Regions from separate parts of the Macaca mulatta genome. Here region 2 is linked to region 1. The links are chromatin contacts, called in public Hi-C maps. All regions are on one chromosome and are shown on one strand. The core of a region is the stretch at or near the end of the contact, and the rest is flanking DNA. Distances in the headings are between cores, read along the strand shown.

Region 1 (5,254 bases), core at 2,267-4,766:
CCAACTGACTTTTTTGGGTTACACACCCAGATATGATTTCTCGTCTTTTGGCTTTGTCCAAGCTTGTTTTAAGGTATGTGTTAAGATTTATAGTTCATCTAAAAGATACTATAAATTCTTTGTACTCAGAATCTGACAAAACTAGTTTTCCAACCCTCAAATATTTGTTAAATACTAGTGTATGCCTGGCATTTTGAAATTTTCAAAAAACAGGGAGGTCTTAGCTGGCTAGACTTGAGGTTTACATTTTTGTGCACTTCATGGCACTTGGTGCTTGGCATATAGTTGAGGCACCGCTTGTGTTTGTGGAATGAATGAGTTCTTTTGCTTTGGAGTCTTTCACTCTGGCTGTCTCTGTGGGAGACCTGTGGGCAGTAAAGAGTTATCTAGAAAATGCCAAAGGAGAAGGCATAAAGAATGTATAGGCCTCAAAGTGTGCTTTCCTAGAAGGCAGCGGGTCTTGTGTTAAGAGACCAGGGTAGAAGAGAAAAGGTCTTGGGGAAAGTTCTTGTAACCAGAGTTAACTTAGTTGAAAATATATCTAATACACATACTGAAAACTATAGTTTAGCCTATCTTAAATGTACTATGAACACTTATATTAGCTTACCATTGAGCATTTGGCCAAAATCATGTAACACAAAGCCTGTTTCATAGTAAAGTGTTGACTAGCTCATGTAATTTATTGAATGCTGTACTGAAAGTGAAAAACAGAATGGTTCTATGAGTACTTGAAGTACAGTTTCTACTGAATGCATATGGATTTCTCTCACCATTGGAAAGTTGAAAAATAAATTGGACCATTTTAAGTCAGGGACCATCTATATCTTAGGATCTCCCTGGGGGCTGGGGATGTCTTACAACTTTTAGCTCCTATAATAAATTGGAAGAAAAGAAATTTAGTGTAGGTCAAGTACTGAGCCAAGTACTTTATGGACATTATCTCATTAACTTTGTCTACAATCCCATTAAGTAGGTTGTAGTATGCACATTTTACAAGTAAGGAAACTGAACCATCTAATAAACTAGTTAAGTTACTTAGCTTTTGAGCTGGAAAGTTGAACCTAGATCCACCTTACTGAAATCTCTGCTCCTTTCCTAGACCAGTTTTTCTCTGGAGCGGAAGGAAAGGAAGGTCTGATTGGTCTGACATATGCAGAAATTAAAAAAAAAAAAGACTCACAGAAGTAAATTCTCAGAGAAACTCTACAGCAGTAGTAGTCATATTAAACAGCTATCTCTCTTGCCCCTAAGTTGATCAGTTTCAGGATTTTGGTTTGCTTGTACATCATTCATAAAATTCAAGTGCAGCTTAAAGTTTCCATAGTTCCAGGTTTGTTCACTGGAGGAGTGAAGGCCTGGTACCTGCCTAGAGAACTTCATATTGTAATGTCAGATTCTTTGTTAATTAAATGATTTGCAGTAGCCTGAGTTTCTTTCCCATGCTGTCTTCGCTTATTTCTTGCTATAGTTTGTGATGGCCATAAGATGGTGCTGCAGTTTTGAAGTCAGCCTTAAGGATAAGGCTTAGGGGAGGAACACCTACTGCAGTTGTGAGGCAGATGGGACATCAGGAGGGTCTTAGAAGGGATTGTGTAAAAGCTGTTGCTTTAGGGCTTCTTGTTGCTTTCCTTTTGTGGTCTTTTTTTTTTTTTTTTTTTTTAAAGGTCTCCAGGAAAGATAGTTAAGGCTATGCTAGTGTAAGTCTGGATGGCTTGCATGGAACCAGGCAGGCTGCTGCTTTCTGCTGTGTGGCCTGGATCCTTTTGGTGTAGAATAAATAACTGCAATAGGAAAGAAACACGTATATAATTTTATTCTCCATTCACAGCCCTTTGGATTGTAGTCTTTTCCCATATAGCAGACACTATAATAAAAAAAATTGGGGTGGAGGAATGTTCACTGATATCATAAGGTGATTTTTGAATCCAACTTTTACAATCTGAAATTCAGACTTCCTGCCCTACTGCAATGGGAGTAAAAACCACCTGAGCCTCTTTTTAGCAGCTTCTTCTCTTACTCCCAAATGGCAACAAGTGTTATCTCTTTGATTGAGCTCTTGGTCCATGCAGTCTAATTACCAATTCAGAACAGTGGGAGAACTTCTTATTTTACACAACTGGCAACTGAGTACAGATTTCCACTCCTGCAGTAGTTAGAAGAGAGTAGTTGGGGTTGAAATTAAAAGTCTTAAAGTTAACAGAAGTTCATGTTCTGACTTTGTCACTTACTAGCTGTGTAACCTTGGGCTATTAATCAACTTTCTTAAACCTTAGTTTCTTTTTTCTTTTTTGGAGACAGTCTTGCTCTGTTGGCCAGGCTGGAGTGCAGTGATATGTGATCTTGGCTCACTGCAACCTCCACCTCCCGATTCAAGCAATTCTCATGCCTCAGCCTCCTGAATAGCTGGGACTAAGGGCGCACGCCCCTGTGCCCAGCTAATTTTTTGTATTTTAGTAGAGATGGAGTTTCACCATGTTGCCTAGGCTGGTCTTAAACTCCTGAGCTCAGGCAATCCGCCTGCCTTGGCCTTCTAGAGTGCTAGGATTATAGGCGTGAGCCACTGTGCCTGGCCAAACCTCAGTTTCTTTACCCATAAAATATAAAATAATAGTTTTGACCTCATATAGTGACTATAAGAATTAAATGAGAAAGTCCATGTAAATAACTTTGCACAGTGCTTGGCACACAGCAAGTGCAAAAAATATGTTAGATATTACCAGTGGCAGCATCAATAATTACTATTGAACATTTATGTCAAATATTGTTCATCAGAGACCCTGTTCATCTGTTGTATTTAGAAGTGGTATTCTTTTTACCAAGCACTCATATACTATACTCAAAACCAACTTCCAGATTTTCCTGGCTGTGTCATTGGCTGGCAGACTTAACAGATCTTTCTTTTCTTTTATAGGAAAAAGGAGGGAAATAAATGCTCCAGAAGGCTAGATCTTTAAAGTGTGTGTTCCTTTTCTTAACTGTAAGAAGGCGGCTCTGGTTTCTTCAGGTTATAATTTGATGAAAATAATTTTATTATTTTCTGACCTGAAAAAATTCAGAATATGTATATCTGCTTGATATTTTCTTTTGGGCATCTTGGTGCAACACTTCAAATCTATTTCATTTTGTAGTTTGGGAGCCATAATTGCAGCTTCACCAGCCTTGGTTCTTCTTGGCCTGGCCCTTCCCTTCCCTTGCTGGTTAGTACCAGCTAAGCTGGTTTGCTTTTTCCCTCTTTGATACTATTCTCCTCTTCCTTCTTCCACGTTACCTTCTGCCACGGCCTCTCTTCTTTTTCCCTCGCTTTTCAATTTACTCTTACATTTTCCCTCCTCCTCCTGGCCCTGCCTAGTTTCCCCTCCCCTGGTTTCTAGCTCCTTTTTGCTTTCTGTTTGTGTTACTGAGGGCAGTGCTCCAATTACCTCATATTTGGAGAGAGGAAGCTGCAGCCAATCCGGTTTCTGTCTGCTTTTAGGTCAAGTGATTTCTGAACTGCAGTGAGATGCTTTGAATTTGTCTTGTTGCAGCTCTGAGCCTGTAAGATGGCTGTCTGAATCGGCAGCGGCTGGAAGAGACAGAGAGAGGCGGGGAGGGAGGGAGAAAGAATTGGAGGGATTGCCGGCATAGTGCATGTTTTTAAATGTACGTTGAATCCGATGAAGCCAAGGTTGGGATTTCTGTGGGATCCCAGGACTGGCTTAGCTGCGTTTTTGCTGAGATTAGGAGAGGAAGGAAATGGGAAATTCACTGGGCTGTTTTAAGGAGCCAAAAGAGTCAATAGCTGTTCCTGAGAAGGCTCCCATATCTCCTAAGAAAAGGGTTCGGTTCAAAAGGAGGTGGAGAGGGAAGAAAATCCCTACTCCAGAGGCATCTCACCAGGAAGAAACCTCGGAAGGAACTGAAGTCATTGAAGAGACTGAAACCCTAACGAAGTTAACAGTGAGTCTCCAAAAGGAAGACGGAGTGGGAGGGGTAAAACATACCCCCCCAGATATTTTGCTGCCTAGGGACTCAGCCCCCAACTCGCAGGTAGTCGATCAGGGGATGATAGTACAGGTAAAGGAGAGATTCCAAGGGGAGGTCCAGACTGCCCACCTTTTGTTAGAGAATGAGTCATCAGTTGCTGGAGGGGTCTGGGATTCCCTGGAAGAGGGGATGACTGTCATTGCTCACCTGCTTGATAACCCAGCAGAAAGGAACTGTGAGAAGTCAGTGAGCCAACTGGTGGAATTTCCTAGGACAGCATCCTGCAGCAGCAGGGCTGTGCTGCTGCCTTTGCAAGGAGAGACTGCAGTGGAGAAAGGAAATATTCAGCTTGGGTTTCGGAGCTATGCTTCGCTTAGGACAGACTGCCCCACTGATACAGGAAATCAAGAACAATTTTCAGAGGGCTGGAGTGCGGAGGAAGGAACCAAGAGTGTTTCAGATGCCCCTCAGACAGGTTCCTGGATTGCAGAATGTTCTGTTTCTTCATCACTACTGGACAAGCCTGGAGGCCAAAGATGCACGGAGCCTTCCCATGTGGGTCGAGTGCCCCTCCAGGATTCCAGACTGCTTACTTCTCAGAGTGATTTGTCTATCAGCGGCGTGACTGTGAGCATTTTGCCCTCCTCCTCTGGCTATGGCAGTGATGGGCCGCACATACACGGGATCCAGCCTAAAGATACAGAACCTGAAAAGAGCTCTACTTCCTTCTCAGAAGAGGATGGCACTCTTTCTCTGGAGGCAAGCCACACCCTATCATGGGGTCTGGAAGAGGTAGGTGGGCATGTTCAAGAGAGAATCAAACTGCTGTTTGGAATCTTGGCCCTCAAACATATTAAAGCTGAGTGTAGTGAGCAGTGAGGATGTTGGTGCCTCTCAAACTCACCCCCATGTGAGTTAGTGTCTGCTAGAGCTCAGCAAGCAGAATCTATTTAGGTCTGCCCCTTGATACTTGAAACCAAGACTTGTCTCTGGGGAATCCCTGATTCTGGGTAGCCAAGCGGCATAATTGCTCAAGCTGTCTGGTGGGATTGTCTCTCGAGGTGCAATGCTAGATAGTACTTACTCTCAGGCAGGTCTGTTTACCAGCTTCCCTGCTACGAGAAGTTGTAGTGTAGCACAAGGGACGATGGGGAAGGGCCTACCTGAATCTCTGGAATAAATCTCTGGAATGAATGTGGAAGGGGTCAGGCAGCTATTGTCAGTGTATTTGCTCTTCCCCACAGGAGAGTGATGTTCTTACTAGAGCTGATGCAATCCCGTCCCCATG
Region 2 (5,153 bases), core at 1,694-4,193, 160 kb before region 1:
GAATTTCAGCAGAAGCATGGGTAGGAGTGAGCCAGGCCAAAGTAGAGTGATGAAGGATTATAATCTGGGAGGAAAGCCGGTTGGATGGCCCTGAGGCGACATAACACATTTGAGGTGCTGAAAGCAATAGAAAGTGGCAGGGCTTTAAGGATAGGGGCATTTGATGAGGCTTTAATTGGGAGAACACCAAGGATAAAGGGCTTTAATTTCCTTGCATTACTCTTCTCCTCCACTAGATGCCCTTCTGAGTACATCCTTCTGCTTCCCCCATTGCAGCCTTCTTAGAAATGCAGCAGCAGTCTCACCCATCAGGAGCAAAAGAAAATCAAAGACCAAAAGGAGAAAGGCTCAGAGCTTTTGCGACTGTGTGGTCTGGCTATAAATTTAGACTGTTGCTTGAAAGAAGCGAAAAACCTCCCCTTCGTAGACTTCCTTCTTCCCATCCCCCCTGTCAGCCGGCTTTGTTCCTCTAGCCTTGTAAAATTTTCTCTGTATAAAACAGGAACATCAGCCAAACATGTGGACTTCCCCGCTTTCCATTCATTAGAAGAATGCATTATTTCAAAATCTCCTGGGAGCATTTAAATGCAAATTTTGTCAAGAAAGCAATTTGAGTCTTAGAGAAGCCCTCTAGCCACAACCCAAAGCAGAAGTTTCTTCTTTGATTTCTGTGTTTCTTAAAAGGAATCTCAACCCCTTGCCTTCTCCCCGCAACCCCCCCAGGTCTTCTCTGATTCTCACGGCAGACTCTTCCCCTTTTTGCCCCTGTTCTTTCTTCACCTTTGGCAAGCATCAGTGACACATCTTGAAGAACCTGCTCACAAAGTGGCGCATGTAGCAGCCCCAGGAGGGAATGGAGGGACTTTTCTATGTACTGTAATGGACATAAGGAGGCAGATGTCTGTGTGGGGGCGAGATGTCTGTGTGGAGGTGTTTGTATGCGTGATTTCTGTCTGGGCCTTCTTAGCCCTGCTGGCATAAAATAATATGGGAAATGCAGATGACTCAGCACTGACACAGTCAAGATCCCCAGAGTTAGCATTTCTATATTCTCTGCTGTTTACGAAAAATGTGCTTGTGCCATCAACCAGCAACTCATCCTGCTTTTTCCACTAAAAGCCTTTTACTGAAAAACATATATACTTCAAACTTATTCTCCTTCTTTTTGTAAACTGAGCTCATTAGCAGCTGACACCAAACTGATAACTAGTTCTTTTTGTTTGTTTGTTTTTAGCACGGAGGATTAAACTGGAAGGAAATGAGCATTTGTCTAAGGATCCTCCCTGTCCTCTTTCAGGCCCTTCCCTGCATGATCTTCATGCCCACAACTTGGGCAGGCCAGCAACACTTGATGGGAAAAGATATGATTAATGACTTGCTCACCTGATTTCTGATCAGGGTGTGGTGTGGAAACAACCAGCGTGCACCTATTAGCGAAAAGCGTCTTTTTTTTTTTTTTTCTTGTTATGAATGTGCTGAGCATTGACCAAAATACTTGGCACTACTCACGAGGTACAAAGACACCTTCCCTAGCCTGGGGTTAAGAAGTTTCTCCTTCAAACTCTTGAGAATGGGAACTGGAATGGAAGCCTAAGTCCCAATTTTGGCTGCTCAGTGTTGCATGAATTCTTTTTTTACTTGCTAATTTGCCCTTATTGTGAGATCAGCCAGTGTAACTTCTTACCCACAACCACCTCTCCAGACCTCCTGAGAAATCAAGTTAACAGGGGAGGATAAAGGCTGAATGGGGGTGGAGGGCACAACGTGTCACCTACATTGACCAGAGTTCTTCATTCACTGCTCATGGCTCTGGCGCACTCCATGAATATTGGGATTGAATGATACACAACTGAATGTTGAATCAAATGATGTTGGGAGCTCTGTCCTCAAAATGGGCCCCAATAAATCCCTACCCATATTTTCCAGTTTCCTTTCTTTACTCTTTCCTTTCCCCTGATGACAAAGAATAATTGGCTTCCCCTTTTCTTCCCTGACCAGCTATGCTCCAGAGCCCTTTCTTTGTTCCCTAACAGTCCTGGTTCCGTCTCAGGTTCCCACATTTCTCCCTTTTGATCTCTGTCTCTCTGTTCAGATGGCTGTCACAGTTTAATAATCCTGGAGGGTCTATCCCCCACAGATTTATGTCTCCCAGTCTCTCCTCTTATTCACCCCATGGTGCAGTCAGAATCCTGTTTTCGTGCCTCCCTGGGTTGTCATTTCTCAGGTTCTGGCTCCTTGGCCTGGTTTACTTCATGGTGCTGGATCTGCCCCGTCACTTCTCGTTCAGCTTCTTCTGTTTCTGGAAAACCCTTTGTTCCCGGGATTCTTTGTGGGCTCAGTGTCCTCCGGGCCCACACTGCAGCCCTGTCTGGATCTTGCCCTTGTCCTGGTTCTGACCGCGTCTAGCCCTGGGATCTGAGGCATTGTGGTCTTTTGCCCTCTACTTTCCCTTCAGCTTCTCCAGGTCCTTCTCCAGCAGCCGCACAGGCCCCGCTGGGTTTCTATCCAGCCAGGGGGCTCCCTCCTTTGTCCCGCTCCCGGCGGCGTAAGTCAGCGTTGACTGGGGCTCCCGCCCGCTCTGTGGAGCCGGCCCGGGTCTCCCTGCCGTTCGGCCGGCCTAGCCTTTCATTCTGACGCGCGGGCCTCTTACCCAGCCGGACTCCCGCGTGGGCCGGCCTCTCGCGCCCCTCGGCTCGGGCCCCAGTCCGGGCCGGGCGGGGGTCGGCAGCCCCTGAGGGACCCGTGTGGGCAGCCCGGGCCCAGCCGGCCGCAGCCTGGGGCCGAGGACTCGCCGGGCCCCGGAGGCGGCGGGGAGAGGGGGCGGGGAACGGGCCGGGCCTGGCGCTCCTGACAGGAGGAGCCGCTGCCGCCGCCCGCCGCCGCCGCCGCCGCCGCGCCGGGGCGGGCTGAGGGAGGAGCGGAGCCGAGGGGTGGGGAGGCGGAAACGCTAGCCGGGACCGGCGGAGCGCGAGCGGGCCGGGTGCGAGCGGACTGAGGAGCGAAGCGCGACTGCCGGGCCGGGCGAGGCGGGCGGACAGCGGAGAGCAAGGGCGCCGTCGCCGCCTCTGATACGCACAAAGGGCAGAGGCTGGGGCCGCCGCCGCCGCCTCAGCGCGCGGGCCTGGAACCGGCAGCCCCCGGGGCTCGGGGAGAACGCGGTGCGGGCGGCCATGGCCGGCTACGTGCCGGGTCAGCAGCCGGCCAACCGCAGCCAGGAGAAGGAGTTCGTGCAGGCGTACGAGGATGTGCTGGAGCGCTACAAAGGTAGGGCCGGGGACTGGCCGGCGCTGAGGCCCGCGGGCCGGCGCGGCGTGGCCTTCGGTACCGGTCGGCTCGGCCGCTGCAGGTGGGGCGGCCGGGCGGGGTCGCACCCACCGCGCGGGGCTTGGCCCTGAGCTGCTGCTTCTCGGGGCCAGTTTATTTACAGAGTTGAGATGAGCCTTCGGAACCCGCTCCCGGGGCAGTCGGCGCGCTCAGAGCGCCAGTTACATGATTTGCCCTATTATCCGGCCCCAGCTGGAAGGAGGCGAGACAAGGCGCTGGCCCGGAGACCGGCCGCCGTGGGGAGTTGCTGGGGAGGAGGAGGAGGAGGAGTTGGGCGCGGGAGAAACCACCCGATCTGCTCTGGGTGCGAGCTTCCTCCCAGAGGCGCTCGGACCTCTGTGTGCCCGCGGAGAGTCTCTCCTTCGCCCCCTTTTGTCTCCCTGAGTCTCGGATGAGTCGCGTGGAAGCTGAGGTTGGGAAGCACCTTGGTGTCTTCGGGGTGGGGTGGGCAGCGGTGTGGGTGAGTGTGCAGGATTTGGTGGCGAGGCTTTCCCCGACCCCCATCTCCCCGGGGGTCTGGGCCTGCTGGAGGCAGGGGTCTATTTGTTTTTTTCCTCCAACATAAAGATTTGCCTTGGAGCTCGGATTTCAGCCCTGAAGGCTCTCTTGCGAGACACTTGTGCAAGTTAATGCCTAATCTGCGCCTTGGGTGTGTGGGGAGAAAGTTTTGACAGGCAGAGGGCCTGTGAACTGCATTTCCCTAACTGCTGTAGGTGCCCCTGAGTGGCAGCCAGGGATGCGTGGCCTTGGGAGGCCCTTGCCTTGATCTTTAACATCCAGTTCTGGGATTTTGCTTTGGGTGGCAGTTATCCTATCCACAGACGGGGAGATTTTCCCAGAAACGACACAGGCAGCACTTTTCCCCATTTTATTTAGCTCGGGCCCTTGTGACTAGGCCCTTAGTTTCTTTTTATCTGAAGGAGAGAAAACTTCAGCCCCTATGACTGAGCCCAGCATACTTGTTTACAGCACCTACCCAGTGAAGGGAAACTAATGAAGAAGCTGTAAGGCGCCCCCCCTCCCTTTTTTTTTTTTTCTTGTGGCATTGGAACTCTGCTTGGGAATGCAGCAGGAAAAAAAATAGAGATGAAATGCGAAAAAGGACCTACTAGGGTTTCTACTTGTTCCCTCTGCATCAGCTCCTGTAAACTGTCCAGCTTTTCCTGCCTGCAGCAAGTTTTCTGTCAACCCCCTGTGGTCTTTCTTTTAAGAAATGTGGTTCATTTCAGAGCACAAAGAGGTTAGATTGTGCTGCTGAACTTCATTGAAAAAATGCTGCTCAGTGAATGGTTCCATTAAGTTTCCTTTGCAGGCTTTTGAGTAACACTGCTCTCTTCAGAGAGAGGAGATACATTAGGACCGTCTCGGGCTGTGACAGCTTCAAACGAGCAGAATTAAGGCCCAAAATAGGTGAAGAAATCTCAGCACCTCACTGGATGGTAGTGCTGGTGACCCCCAGCGGAAAGGAAGTTGGACTCCTAGCAAATGAGGCTGGGAAAGAAGGAGGCAGTAGGCCTTGTTCCAGGAGAGACCTCTTTTGTTCAGTTTTTTTTTAGCTGTCTCACTCAGTTTGGCTTTCCTCTGAAGGACCTTGATCAGGTGTGTAGGAACTTAATCCTTCCCAGATACAGGTCTCTTTCTTGAGGGGAGGAATGAGTTAAAAATGGTTGCCTAAAGTAAAGTAACTCGAGTTGTATAAGGTGGTCGTGCAGTCTGCTCTTGTGATCCGTGCAGAATGATCTCTCTTCCCCTCACTGCACCATTCTCACTGGGAAGTCAGAGTGGCTTAGCATCCGGGCCTTTGTTACTTTGCTTATGGAATTCCTGCA

Evidence for each region. A called contact is a pair of places that touch in the nucleus more often than the background predicts.
Region 2: a contact with region 1 is called in a Hi-C map of fetal cortex germinal zone, with 2.4 times the contacts expected there. The contact joins the promoter of MACF1 here to the promoter of LOC144334220 in region 1. A contact is called at or near these places in 6 of 14 Hi-C or Micro-C datasets (CD4 T cells, cortical neurons, fetal cortex germinal zone and 3 more).

What each region holds. Positions count from the first base shown.
Region 1 is chr1:201,522,937-201,528,190 of T2T-MMU8v2.0, reverse strand. LOC144334220 reads left to right here and starts at 3,516. Exons shown (of 1, transcript XM_077962895.1): 1 at 3,516-5,254. The coding sequence starts at 3,736. The coding sequence ends at 4,845. All of the region lies in intron 5 of MACF1 (microtubule actin crosslinking factor 1), which reads left to right.
Region 2 is chr1:201,685,503-201,690,655 of T2T-MMU8v2.0, reverse strand. It overlaps MACF1 (microtubule actin crosslinking factor 1), which reads left to right and starts at 2,943. Exons shown (of 94, transcript XM_077962816.1): 1 at 2,943-3,264. The coding sequence starts at 3,171. It overlaps LOC144334221 (microtubule-actin cross-linking factor 1-like), which reads left to right. Exons shown (of 4, transcript XM_077962934.1): 4 at 1,235-1,918. The coding sequence ends at 1,371.